Linked DNA regions of Mus musculus: region 1 is linked to region 2. Evidence: chromatin contacts called from public Micro-C data. All regions are on one chromosome and are shown on one strand. Each heading gives the region's core, a stretch centred on a gene start, on an enhancer-like site or on the middle of the called end of the contact. The rest is flanking DNA. Distances are from core to core; before and after follow the strand shown.

What was found. Hi-C and Micro-C count contacts between places; a contact is called where the count stands out from the background.
Region 1: a Micro-C map of embryonic stem cells shows a contact between it and region 2, with 13 times the contacts expected there. The contact joins two enhancer-like sites. A contact is called at or near these places in 1 of 39 promoter capture datasets (embryonic stem cells), 1 of 484 Hi-C or Micro-C datasets (embryonic stem cells) and 1 of 115 datasets of contacts at active chromatin or transcription factors (embryonic stem cells).

Annotation. Positions count from the first base shown.
Region 1 is chr6:115,729,133-115,734,822 of GRCm38.p6, forward strand. It overlaps Tmem40 (transmembrane protein 40), which reads right to left. Exons shown (of 12, transcript NM_144805.2): 6 at 5,678-5,690; 7 at 4,863-4,895; 8 at 4,522-4,569; 9 at 2,053-2,124; 10 at 1,875-1,949; 11 at 1,304-1,366; 12 at 1-552. The coding sequence ends at 533. Among named protein-coding and RNA genes, the nearest start is that of Gm24008, 8.1 kb to the left of the region's middle. Within about 2 kb of position 3,474, at least 12 of the 459 cell types and tissues checked have an H3K27ac peak or open chromatin away from gene starts, as enhancers often do. A contact at or near this core is called in embryonic stem cells, where this site is marked.
Region 2 is chr6:113,678,251-113,683,355 of GRCm38.p6, forward strand. It overlaps Irak2 (interleukin-1 receptor-associated kinase 2), which reads left to right. Exons shown (of 13, transcript NM_172161.4): 9 at 397-592; 10 at 4,483-4,545. Among named protein-coding and RNA genes, the nearest start is that of Tatdn2, 16 kb to the right of the region's middle. Within about 2 kb of position 3,216, at least 72 of the 459 cell types and tissues checked have an H3K27ac peak or open chromatin away from gene starts, as enhancers often do. A contact at or near this core is called in embryonic stem cells, where this site is marked.

The sequences.
Region 1 (5,690 bases), core at 2,224-4,723, 2.1 Mb after region 2:
TTTTTTTTAAGCACAAGGAACAGAAAATTTATTTGGATTTTAGGAGTCCAAGGGCAACAGGGTTGGTCAGCTATGATGGGTCCGCAGCTTTGGTCCCCAGCGTCTTACCTGCAACAAGTTCCCCTGGGAACCCAGCCTGGTAGCTCCCTGCCTCAGAATGGCTGTCCCAAGAAGGCTCTGCAGGAACTGTGAGCTCCTGGGCATGGCCTGAGGACACCAGAGAGACCCAGGCCCGCAGATGCCAGCCTGCAGAACCCAGGATTCATGTTGACCTATGAGCAATGGCATCCCAGCTCCTCCGTGCTGACCCGACGCTATCCCCTCTTCTCTTCCCCACGGAGACTGCGTGTTAATCTGCAGAGCAAGAGCCTGCCCACTGGTGCCGACACTCAGATCACGTGGAAGGAAAGAGCTCTTTATTGTGTGGCCTTCTGGTGTCTTCCAGCGCGTCGTTCTGTCTTCTGGGCTCAGGCATGGCAGTGGTTACAGTGGTCACATTGGGGACTGGCTCAGCTGCTGTCAGGCAGTGATCTCAGTTAGTTCTCCTGAACCCTGAAAGGCAAAGCCAGACGAATGACATAGGACTCTGTCTTGCTCCAACCACCACCTCAAATGCCCACACATCACAGGGATGGCCTCAAAGGACTCTTTCTGAAGGCACTGTGGGTCCCCCATGGTTCACAGTTGTGGAGATATTGCCACTCCCATCTCCAGCACAGAAACACACCATCCCTGGCTTCTAGGCTCTGAGGCACAATACAATCAAGTCCAAAGCCGCTGGGCTGCTGGTCAAAGACAATGTGTGGGGGTATGGCTCTGCAGTAGAGCAATTTCTTAGCCTGTGTGAAGCCTTGGGTTCCATCCTAGCAACACACACACACACACACTCATAGAGACTCTTCTTTAGCCCAGGCTATCTCAAAGGAAACTACAAAGTTACTTAATACAGTCAGGGAGGAGGTAGCATTTGAGGAGTACAGACTTCCTGGCTTTTCTTCAATGCTGACACCCCTCTGCATGCTTCCTCACTTAGGGACAGTCTGTGCAGTAAGAAATGCACCAGCTTTCCAGCCGAGAAGCCTGAGGCTACAGACGGCTGGGTTGTGGCTTGCCTAGCGTGCTGCAGGTCTCGGATTCCATTCTCAGCACAGAAAAGGGCTATCTGGGGGGGTCACAGGACACAGGCAGAACTTGAACCCGAGCCTCCTGACTCAGGGACTTTCCATAGACGACAGATCTTTTTCCAAGGAGAAAGCCCCAATCGGGAGAGGGTTTTGGATGGGGAAACGTGCGGCACCATTACCTGGCAGCCGGAACTTCTGAAGGAGGGGGATGAAGCCCTGAAGCACGCTGTGGATCCGGTACACTGCTCAGAGAACAAGGGGGAAATGTTGGTAAGGACGGTGGCCCCTTAAGGGGCCCCAGGGTCAGGCTCACTCCCCCGCTGCCCCAGAGCCAAAGCACACCCCACGCAAACAGAGCCTTAACATGCAATTTCAGACTAACGTCAATAACAGTGCTGCAGCTATTACACGGAAAACGAATCACAGGCTGTAATAACAGGGGCAGGAAACCCCGCGACCTCGATTTCTGGCTCTACTTGCTTGTTTTCAGTATCTGAGGAGCTATGTGTGTTTGCCACTTCAAACCGTTTTTTGTGGAACTAACCCCTTTTTTCCACAAGGTTTTGCCAATGACCTCCCTTTGACTTCACAATGCGGTCAGGAAGAAAATACAAACATGAGGAATTTACTTTAAAAAAAAAAAGTTTAGATTGTGGCTCTTAGCCAATCTAGAGGGTGATGGCCAGCCAGCCCAGCTGCCACCCCTCCAGGAGCCTGCGGGGCTATGTAGTTTTTTGAAGGATCACTTACCGAGCCCGAAATAGATGCCAATGGTCTCGAGAGAAGCAAAGGTGAGCAGGCCGACCCCGAGGGACATGAACCAGTCTGCAAGGCAGCCAGGAGACAACAATTAGCTATTCATTGTAGGAGTGGAGGTTGACTCCTGTCCGCCCACACAGCCCCTCCCCAGGTCCCCCGCAGGCCTCACCTGCATAGTAGTGGTAACACACCAGCAAGGCTCCGATGGCAAAGCAGAGAAGGACAAAATGGAAAAACTCATCTGCAAGAAAAGATGGTGGATGGTTCTCTCTCTCTCTCTCTCTCTCTCTCAACTCAGGCCATCACAACAACCCTCTCGTTTTTAATTTTTGATGTTTTTCAAGGCAGGGTCTCTACGCAGCCCAAGGTGACCTTCAAATTAGGATTCTTCTGCCTCAACCGTCAGAGCAACTAGAGTTACAGGTGAGTGCCACAGTACCATGCCTGGCATGCCAGGTTTCTCCTGTGTGTGTGTGTGTATGCGTGTGCATGTGCGTGTGTGTGTGTTACTGTGTTGCCTTGGGTGACTTGAAACTCCCTGTGTAGACCAAGCCGGCTTTGATTTCACAGATATCCACCTGCCTCTGGCTCCAGAGTACTAGGATTAAAAGCATGTGCCACCATACCCAGCTATTTGTTTGTTTGTTTGTTTGTTTATGAGACAGGGTTTCACTGTATAATGGTAGCTGATGATCCAACTGTCTCTCCCAGCATAGTGCTGGGGTCAAATGTTGGGAGCCGCCCTCACATTCGCCGTTACAAGATGGCGCTGACATCCTGTGTTCTAAGTGGTAAACAAATAATCTGCGCATGTGCCAAGGGTAGTTCTCCACTCCATGTGCTCTGCCTTCCCCGTGACGACAACTCGGCCGATGGGCTGCAGCCAATCAGGGAGTGACACATCCTAGGCGGAGGATAATTCTCCTTAAAAGGGACGGGGTTTTGCTATTCTCTCGCTTGCTTGCTCTCTTGCTCTTGCACTCTTTTTTTTTTAAAGATTTATTTATTTATTATATGTAAGTACACTGTAGCTGTCTTCAGACACTCCAGAAGAGGGCGTCAGATCTTGTTACAGATGGTTGTGAGCCACCATGTGGTTGCTGGGATTTGAACTTCAGACCTTTGGAAGAGCAGTCGGGTGCTCTTACCCACTGAGCCATCTCACCAGCCCGCTCTTGCACTCTTGCGCTCTTGCGTTCTGGCTCCTAAAGATGTAAGCAATAGAGCTCTTGCTCTTGCTCTCTTGCTCTCTGGCTCCTGAAGATGTAAGCAATAAAGCTTTGCCGCAGAAGATTCCGGTTTGTTGCGTTCTTCCTGGCCGGTCGCGAGAACGCGTGTAAGAGTCAAAGATGTGCATCACCATGCCCGACTACTCTAAGTTTTATTTTGCGGTGTGTGTGTGTGTGTGTGCGCGCGCACACACACGTGAGCGCGTGCACATGAACATATGCTTGCACGTGTGCATCAAGTAAGTACCCACAGAAGCCTGAAGGGGGTGTTAGATGCCTTGGAGCTGGAGTTACAGGCATTTGTGGGGGATCTGATGTAGGTGCTGTGCTCCAAACTCCAGTCCTCTGAGAAAGGAAGGGGAAGCACACTGATTGGCTAAAGCACCGGCCCAGCCCCTTCCTGTTTTATACACTACAGTGCTCTCGCTCCTGACCAGCCCATGTTACTAGCACCCAGGAGCCCCCTCTCCAGCCCATCCATCTCTCCTCTTTATTGTTGGAACGTGTACAGCCACTCAGCTTGGAGTTTATATCTGTGCTTATGGGTTCCCGCCTCCCTGGCTCTAAGTCTCAGAGGAGATTCTCCGTCAGACTGAGCCGCCAGCGCAGCCCCACGGGGGTGCTCAGGAATTAATTTCCTGAGTGAGCATTAAACCACGTAAAGATGCCAAGTGTGACGTTCTGAGGCTAACAGGCACGAGAGGCTGGATCTCCGATGCTTCTTAAAAGGGATGTCAGCAGGATAGACAGCAAGGTCCCCCTTCTTTCTCACTCAGGGGAATACAAAAGAGAGTTTAGGGGAAGTCCAGCATGCACTCCTGCAGTTCTAGTCCTGGGGATGCTGAGGGAAAAGGACCTAAGCGTGAGGGCATCCTGGTCTACAGAGCTAGTTCCCTGAGAGCCAGGGCTACGCAGAGAAGCTGTGTCTCAAAAATCTACATAAACGAACACCCCAAGGTCTCTCTTTCCTATCCGCAAGCTCTTTCCTGAAGTCCTCGTGGAGTCCAGGCTTGGAGCAGAGGAAGCCCAAGAAGCTCTCATCACTTCTCCAGGGGAACTTCCTAACCCCCACACCCTAACTGTGCCCCACCACACGGCTCGTGAAGCATTGATCTCACTGTGCTCTCACATACAACCAAAGGAGCGTAGGTTGGGCACCAGTCCTAGGCTATGCCAAACCCAGGCTGTGCCCTTCAGTAGCTCTAAGGCCCCCAACCCTGGCCTTCGGTTCCTACATGGAAAGATAGACATCACTGCTTGTCCCCTCAACCAAGATTGCTGAGGACTCTGCTGACTGTGGGACCCCTGACAGAGGTGGCTAGGGTTACTATCATTCCAGCCACCAGCCATCTTGGATCCACAGAAATCGGGACCAGCCAGGTGAGGACAGCTCTTGGACACCAACTTACCATCCTTCTTTATGTTCAGTCTTCTTAACTGAGAGGCCTCCACTTCTCCTTAACAATGAAAGACAGAAAGATGTGTTTTGGAGGTTACCACTCCCCACTTAAAGACTCCATCACTGGGTGTTTGTCTGTGGGTCAGGGGGTGCTCACAGCAGGACCCCTCCCTGACTTTCTCATCCCTCCATAGGCCTAGCCCTCTTCTTCCTTCCATCTCTCCCATGATGGAGACTTCTTTCGGAATCACGCATGTATTGACATCCCTGCCAGAACTGGCCTCAGGTCATTGGTGGTCCCCTCTGGCCCCTGGCACAGCTTCCAGCTGTCCCGGGAGCTTGTATATTTACCCTCCGCTGAGCCGGAACCTCTCCTTCGGAGTCCTAGAAATGAGAAACTCAGTGTTAGCTCCATGTCAGCCAAGGCACCTTGCCAGGTGCTGCCACTCTGGGGAGAGGCCAGAGGTGACTGAAGACAGTGGTTTTCAACCGTCCTAATGTTGCGACCCTTTAAAATAATTCCTCATGTTGTGGTGACAACCTCCACAACCATAAAATTATTTCATTGCTATTTCATAACTATAATTTTGCTATTGCCATAAACCATAATGTAAATATCTGGTGTACAGGATAACTGATATGTGACCCCCAAAGGCGTTGAGACCCACAGGTTGAGAACTTCTCTAGATAATGTTCCAGCCATGGAACCCAAGGGACCTTTCCTCGCTGGTTGATACCTGCTTCCTCTTGCCTGGACCGCCATTTCCATGTCCCACCACCTCTCCCCTGTCTGTTCGTGCAGTCAGGTCCCTAAGTAGGCCCGGAGTTGCCATATCTCATGGCTGTGACCCTGAGAGTGCTCCACCAGGACTATGCCCACTGACAGTGCTCTACCAGGTCTATGCCTACTGACAGTGCTCCACCAGGACAATGCCTACTGACAATGCTCCAACAGGACAATGCCCACTGACAGTGCTCCTCCAGGACTGACAGTGCTCCACCAGGACTGACAATGCTCCAATGCCCACTGAGAGTGCTCCACCAGGACAATGCCCACTGAGGGTGCTCCACCAGGACAATGCCCACTGAAAGTGCTCCAACAAGACAATGCCCAGACCCCACTGAACTCCAGAATCGTTGACTCCCTTCCCTTCCTGGATACTCACCTGACTCCCCAGT
Region 2 (5,105 bases), core at 1,966-4,465:
CAAAGGATGTAACTGGGTTATAAAGGATGCCAGTGTCTGGGTTGGCCCCAGAGAGGCCAGAGCTTGTAATGGGAACAGCTTTAGAGGAGTCTAGGCCAGAATGAGCAGTGGGCTTGACCTGATGAGCGGTGGGGCCGGCCAGGGCTGGCATCTGTGGGGAGTAGAAGTCTGCATTTCCTGCATATTCCTGGGGCAACTAGGCCAATTTTCAGCTCCATTTCCATTTAATGGAGTGAGTGGGTTTCCAAGGTCCTACCCATTTATGGCTGGCTATTTCATGTTGAGTGTCTTCTGTGAGTGCCTCCACTCCACCATTCCCAGGGCTGACGCTTGCCCAGTGCTAAATTGTTTGGCCAGTGTGTCTCCACGGCAACCTCTTCACTTGCTTTCCCGCAGTGCCAACGTCTTGCTGGACCAGCATCTTAACCCCAAGCTGGCTCATCCTGTGGCTCACCCTCATCCCGACAATAAAAAGACCAAATATACCGTCATGAGGACTCACCTGTTCCAGGCCTCAGCTGCATATCTGCCGGAACACTTCATCAGAGTGGGGCAGCTGACCAAGCAGGTGGACATCTTCAGCTGTGGAATTGTAAGCATTTCCTCGTCTGCCCACAGGCTGGCTGTAAGCGTGGGGCTTGCGTGGAGTTACAGCAGAGGCTGCTGGACTGTGGCCTCCAGGCCAGATCCGAGACAAAGGCATCTTTGAAAACCGTTTATTTCACTTGCTCTTAGTCTGTGGGTGTGCATTATGTGTGGGGTGTGGGATGGGGGTGTAGTTCGAGTGAGACGCTCAGGTAGTATCGACCTCCTTTGGGATCGGCTCTCTCATGGACCTGAAGCTCACGAGTTAGGCTAGACTCACCAGTGAACCCCAAGGATCCTCCTGTCTCAGTCTCCCCAGGGCTTGAATTACAAGTGCATACCACAACATCTGGCATTTGTATATGAGAATCTCAGGATCTGAGCTCTCAAGTCCTATGTTCACAAGGTGACCATTCACGGACTGACGTATGTCCCTAATTTGCCTCCCCACCCCCATTTTTGGTACCGGAGATAATACCGAGACCCTCAGACATGCGAGACATGTGTTCTACCACTGAGCCATACTTCCCAAATTTTTGCAATAAGGTGTCACTGGGTCCCTGTGGTCCAGCCTAGCCACCAACCACGATCCTGCCTCAGCCCTTTGAGTACTGGAATTGCAGCTGTGTGCAACCAGGCCTAACTTCTATGGTCTATTTTACATGGCTTCTGAGTTATAAGTGATTTTCATGGTTAAAAAGGTTTACATAGCTGGGCATGGGGGTAGATGTTTGTAATCCCAGCACTTGGAAAGTCAAGGCAGGAAGATTGCTTTTAGTTCAGGCTAGCCTGGGCTACATAGCGAGTTCTAGGTCAACTTAACCTTGTGTCAGAAACTCTTAAAAAATGGTAAACAGGTATATACAGAAACTGTGTATGGTTGGTGATTCTGTGGGCTGTAGATGTTATCTCTCGACTTCCTGCTTCCCGTCCATACTGTTGGCCTACCACCTATTTCTCTGTCATGTTTCTTCATCACTCTTCCATCGGTGACCATCTACCTCTCCTGCATACCCTGCCTCAGGACCGGGTGCCGGGTGCTCAGGGCGTACTGTAAAGCGTCTGTAGTCTGAGCCTGATAGTCTGCTCAGTTCATCTTTAGGACACACTGAGTCCTGTTGATGTCTGCAGGATGGGTGTGTTAAAAGGGCTGAGAGGACGGATAGGTTTGGAAGATACTGTCGAGCAAAGCCAAGCGGGCTTTTCATTCCAGACTTAATAGGGTGCTGACCCTGTGACCTGGTTGTTGTGAACCCAGCAGAGAAGGTGATGCAAGCCCCTGCAACCCCACTTGACAGCAGAGCCTGGTTTTCTTGCTGTCTGTCTGTCCGACTTGGTGTTGCAAGACCACAGAATGTTCCACAGCATTGGGAATGTGACCCGAGATGCACAGTTTGTTGCCTGCAGCCAAACTCAGACTGTTGCGCTCAGGGCTTTGCATGTGCCTTCCTCCCTGTCTTGAACTCTGTCCTTCCTCTCTGTGACCACAGTCTTCTGTCTGTTCACATCTGCCTCTGGAGCCCTCACCAGGCCGCCTTCTGCCCTCAACTGGACCTCTGTGTCCCAGATTCAGTTTCCTTCTGCCCCTGGCTGGCCACTCTGCTGGCTCCCATTTTCCCCATTTGATCCCCCCCTAGAGTTTCCTGTGAGTGTGTCGGTGAGGCTAAGCAGCCCTACTTGGAGAACCAGTGGCTCTCTGGGAGAGGAGGCAGAGCGAGTTCTAGGGGAACCTAGGCAATTTAGGAAGACTATATCTCAAAACAAACAGAACAGAATAAAGCAAATGAAAACAAAGATTGAAATAAGTCAAAACAAAGCAATAGGGCAGACCCTCCAACTACCAGGCAGTATGGCCTAGTGCAGTCCAGGCACTTCCGCCATCTAACACCTGCCCACCCCATGTTTGGGCCTCAGTTTTGCCTTCTGGAAAGTGGGGTGTTAGTGGTGCTTATAGAGTAGTAATGGGGCTGGATGTGGTGGCAAATACCTTTAATGTCAGCACTCAGAAAGCAAAGGCAGGTGATCTCTGTGGGTTCAAGACCAGCTTGGTCTACAAAGTGAGTTCCAGGGCAGTGAGGGCTCTATAGAGAGACTTGTCTCAAATAAGTAAATAAGTAAGTAATTAAGTAAGTAAATAAATAAATAAAATTTAAAAAGAGTGTAATAGGATGTGTATATATGGGTATTGTAGTATTAGTGTGAGTGTGTGCATGTGTGCATGTTTGTGCCTATGTGCATGTGTGTGTGCATATGCATGTGCATGCGTGCATGTGTGTGCAGGTGTGCACATGCCATACTGCATATGGAGGTCAGAGAATAACTATCTGGAGTTGTGGCCTTTCTCCTGCCACCTTGTGGGATTGAACCCTAATAGTCTGGCCTGCACGCCAGTACCTCATCTTGCCCGCTGTTGTCTCAGTGTTTTTATGCTCACTAAGTGACCCTTGTCAGAGACTTGTTCCTTCCGGAATCACATGGCTGAGACAGAGGAGATGTCTATCTCCTGATTTGTTTTCCTCTGTTCCTTCCTGCAAGGACCTTGCTGACTGCCTCTTCTCAACTGACTGTAGACCCTTTTCTATGGAGTGCTCTGTGCTGCCCCCTCCTGGCCACTGTTGTCACGCTCCCCGTGAGCAGGGTAACCTCAGTGCCTAACCTGTGGTTTACTGCTCTAACTTGTTGCAGGAGGGTGTGGGAGAGACACCATTGCTGTTCATCTTGCAGCATAGCTGCTCTACCCCACGTGACACATGCAGATTCTGGCCCAAGTTTCAGTTCCCAACCCTGGGACTCACTTCTTGTGCAGAGCTGGACTTCCAGTCCAGGCTTCTGTGTCTGTCTCCCATGTCTGTAGTTTTATTTTTTGTTTGTTTGTTTGTTTGTTTGTTTTTTGAGACAAGAGTTTCTTTGGGTAGCCTTGGCTATCCTAGAACTAGCTCTATAGGCCGGACTGGCCTGGAGCGGGTAGAGATCCACCTGTCTCTGCCTCCTGAGTTCTGGGATTTAAGGTGTGCGTCACCACCACCTGGCTCACTCCTGAATCTTTTACACTGCTGAGAATCTCATGAACAGGAATGGCAGGCTTGCTCTTCGCACAGGTACAAATCACAGTTTCCCACTTGGGTGTTGGCTCAGGGCTGTGTTCCTCTGTGAGTGAGTAAAGTAGGTGGGGGTGGGGAATCCTGGTAGGGTGGCAAGACAATCAGGAACTCAAGGCCACCCTCAGCTACAGAGTAATGTCAAAAGACCCTTGTCTTAAAAAAAAGAAAAACAAAAAAAACAAAAAAACAAAAACAAACCAAAAAAAACCAACCCAAACCAAACAAAAACAAACAAACAAACAAAAAACCAAGAAAAGGGCTGGGCAGTGGTGGCGCACTCCTTTAATCCTAGCACTTGGGAGGCAGAGGCAGGCTTATTTCTGAGTTTGAGGCCAGCCTGGTCTGCAGAGTGAGTTCCAGGACAGCCAGGACTACACAGAGAAACCCTGTCTTGAAACAATCAATCAATCAATCAAACAACCAAACCAAACCAAACCAAAACAAGAAAAAGGGGCTGCAACATGGCTCAGTGGGAAAAGGTGCTTGCTGCCAAGCCTGACAACCTGAGTTCCAGTCCGGGGACCCACGCAGTGGGAGGTGAGCTCCAGTTCTCACAAGTTGCTCTCTGACCTCTGTGCAAGTGCCATGGCGGGTGAATACCAACACACACACACACACACACACACACACACACACACACACTCAATAAATAAATAAATTATTATTTATTTTATTTACTATTATTATTAAATAATAATAGTATTAACAGTAATAATATCAGAAAAGATGAAGCCTTTGTCATTGTCTAAGTCTTTTGCTGACTGTGTGTGTCAACTCTGTGTTCTCTCCTACCCAGGTATTGGCCGAGGTCCTTACCGGCATCCCTGCGATGGACAAGGACCGCAGTCCAGTTTACCTGGTAAGAGATCCAGTCACTTCGGGTTGGTTGGCTGGTATCCTTGGGCACACGTCCATGTGGGCAGGGAGGGCCTTGCCCACCACATGCAAAGTTCTCAGGCCTCAGACCAGAGCTCTTGGCATCCATGACATCTTCCCACACTGCCATTTTAGAAGCACAGCAACTGGCGCTGCCGTGTGTATGCAACTGCTAAGCCTCATTCTAGCCTTAGTTTTCTTCTTCTTTTCTTTCTTTTCTTTTCTTTTTTTTTTTGTGTGTGGGGGGTATGTATATCTGTGAGGGGATTGATCTTACATTATGGTCTAGGATGGCTTTGAGTTCTTGGTCATCCTCCTGCCTCTGCCTATTTTTGAGTTCTGGGATTACAGACTTGTGCCACACAGTCAGCTGCAGCCCTCTGAGTGAGCCTTTTCCTCTGTTTCAGCCTGCCTTCCTTTCTTTGGTGAGTCCTTGCTAATCAAGTCGGGGGTGGGGTGAGGGTGGGGTTGTCCTTACCCCTCCCCTCCCCCTACCTCCAATTGCCTTTTTTTTTTTTTGGTGGGTTTTTCGAGACAGGGTTT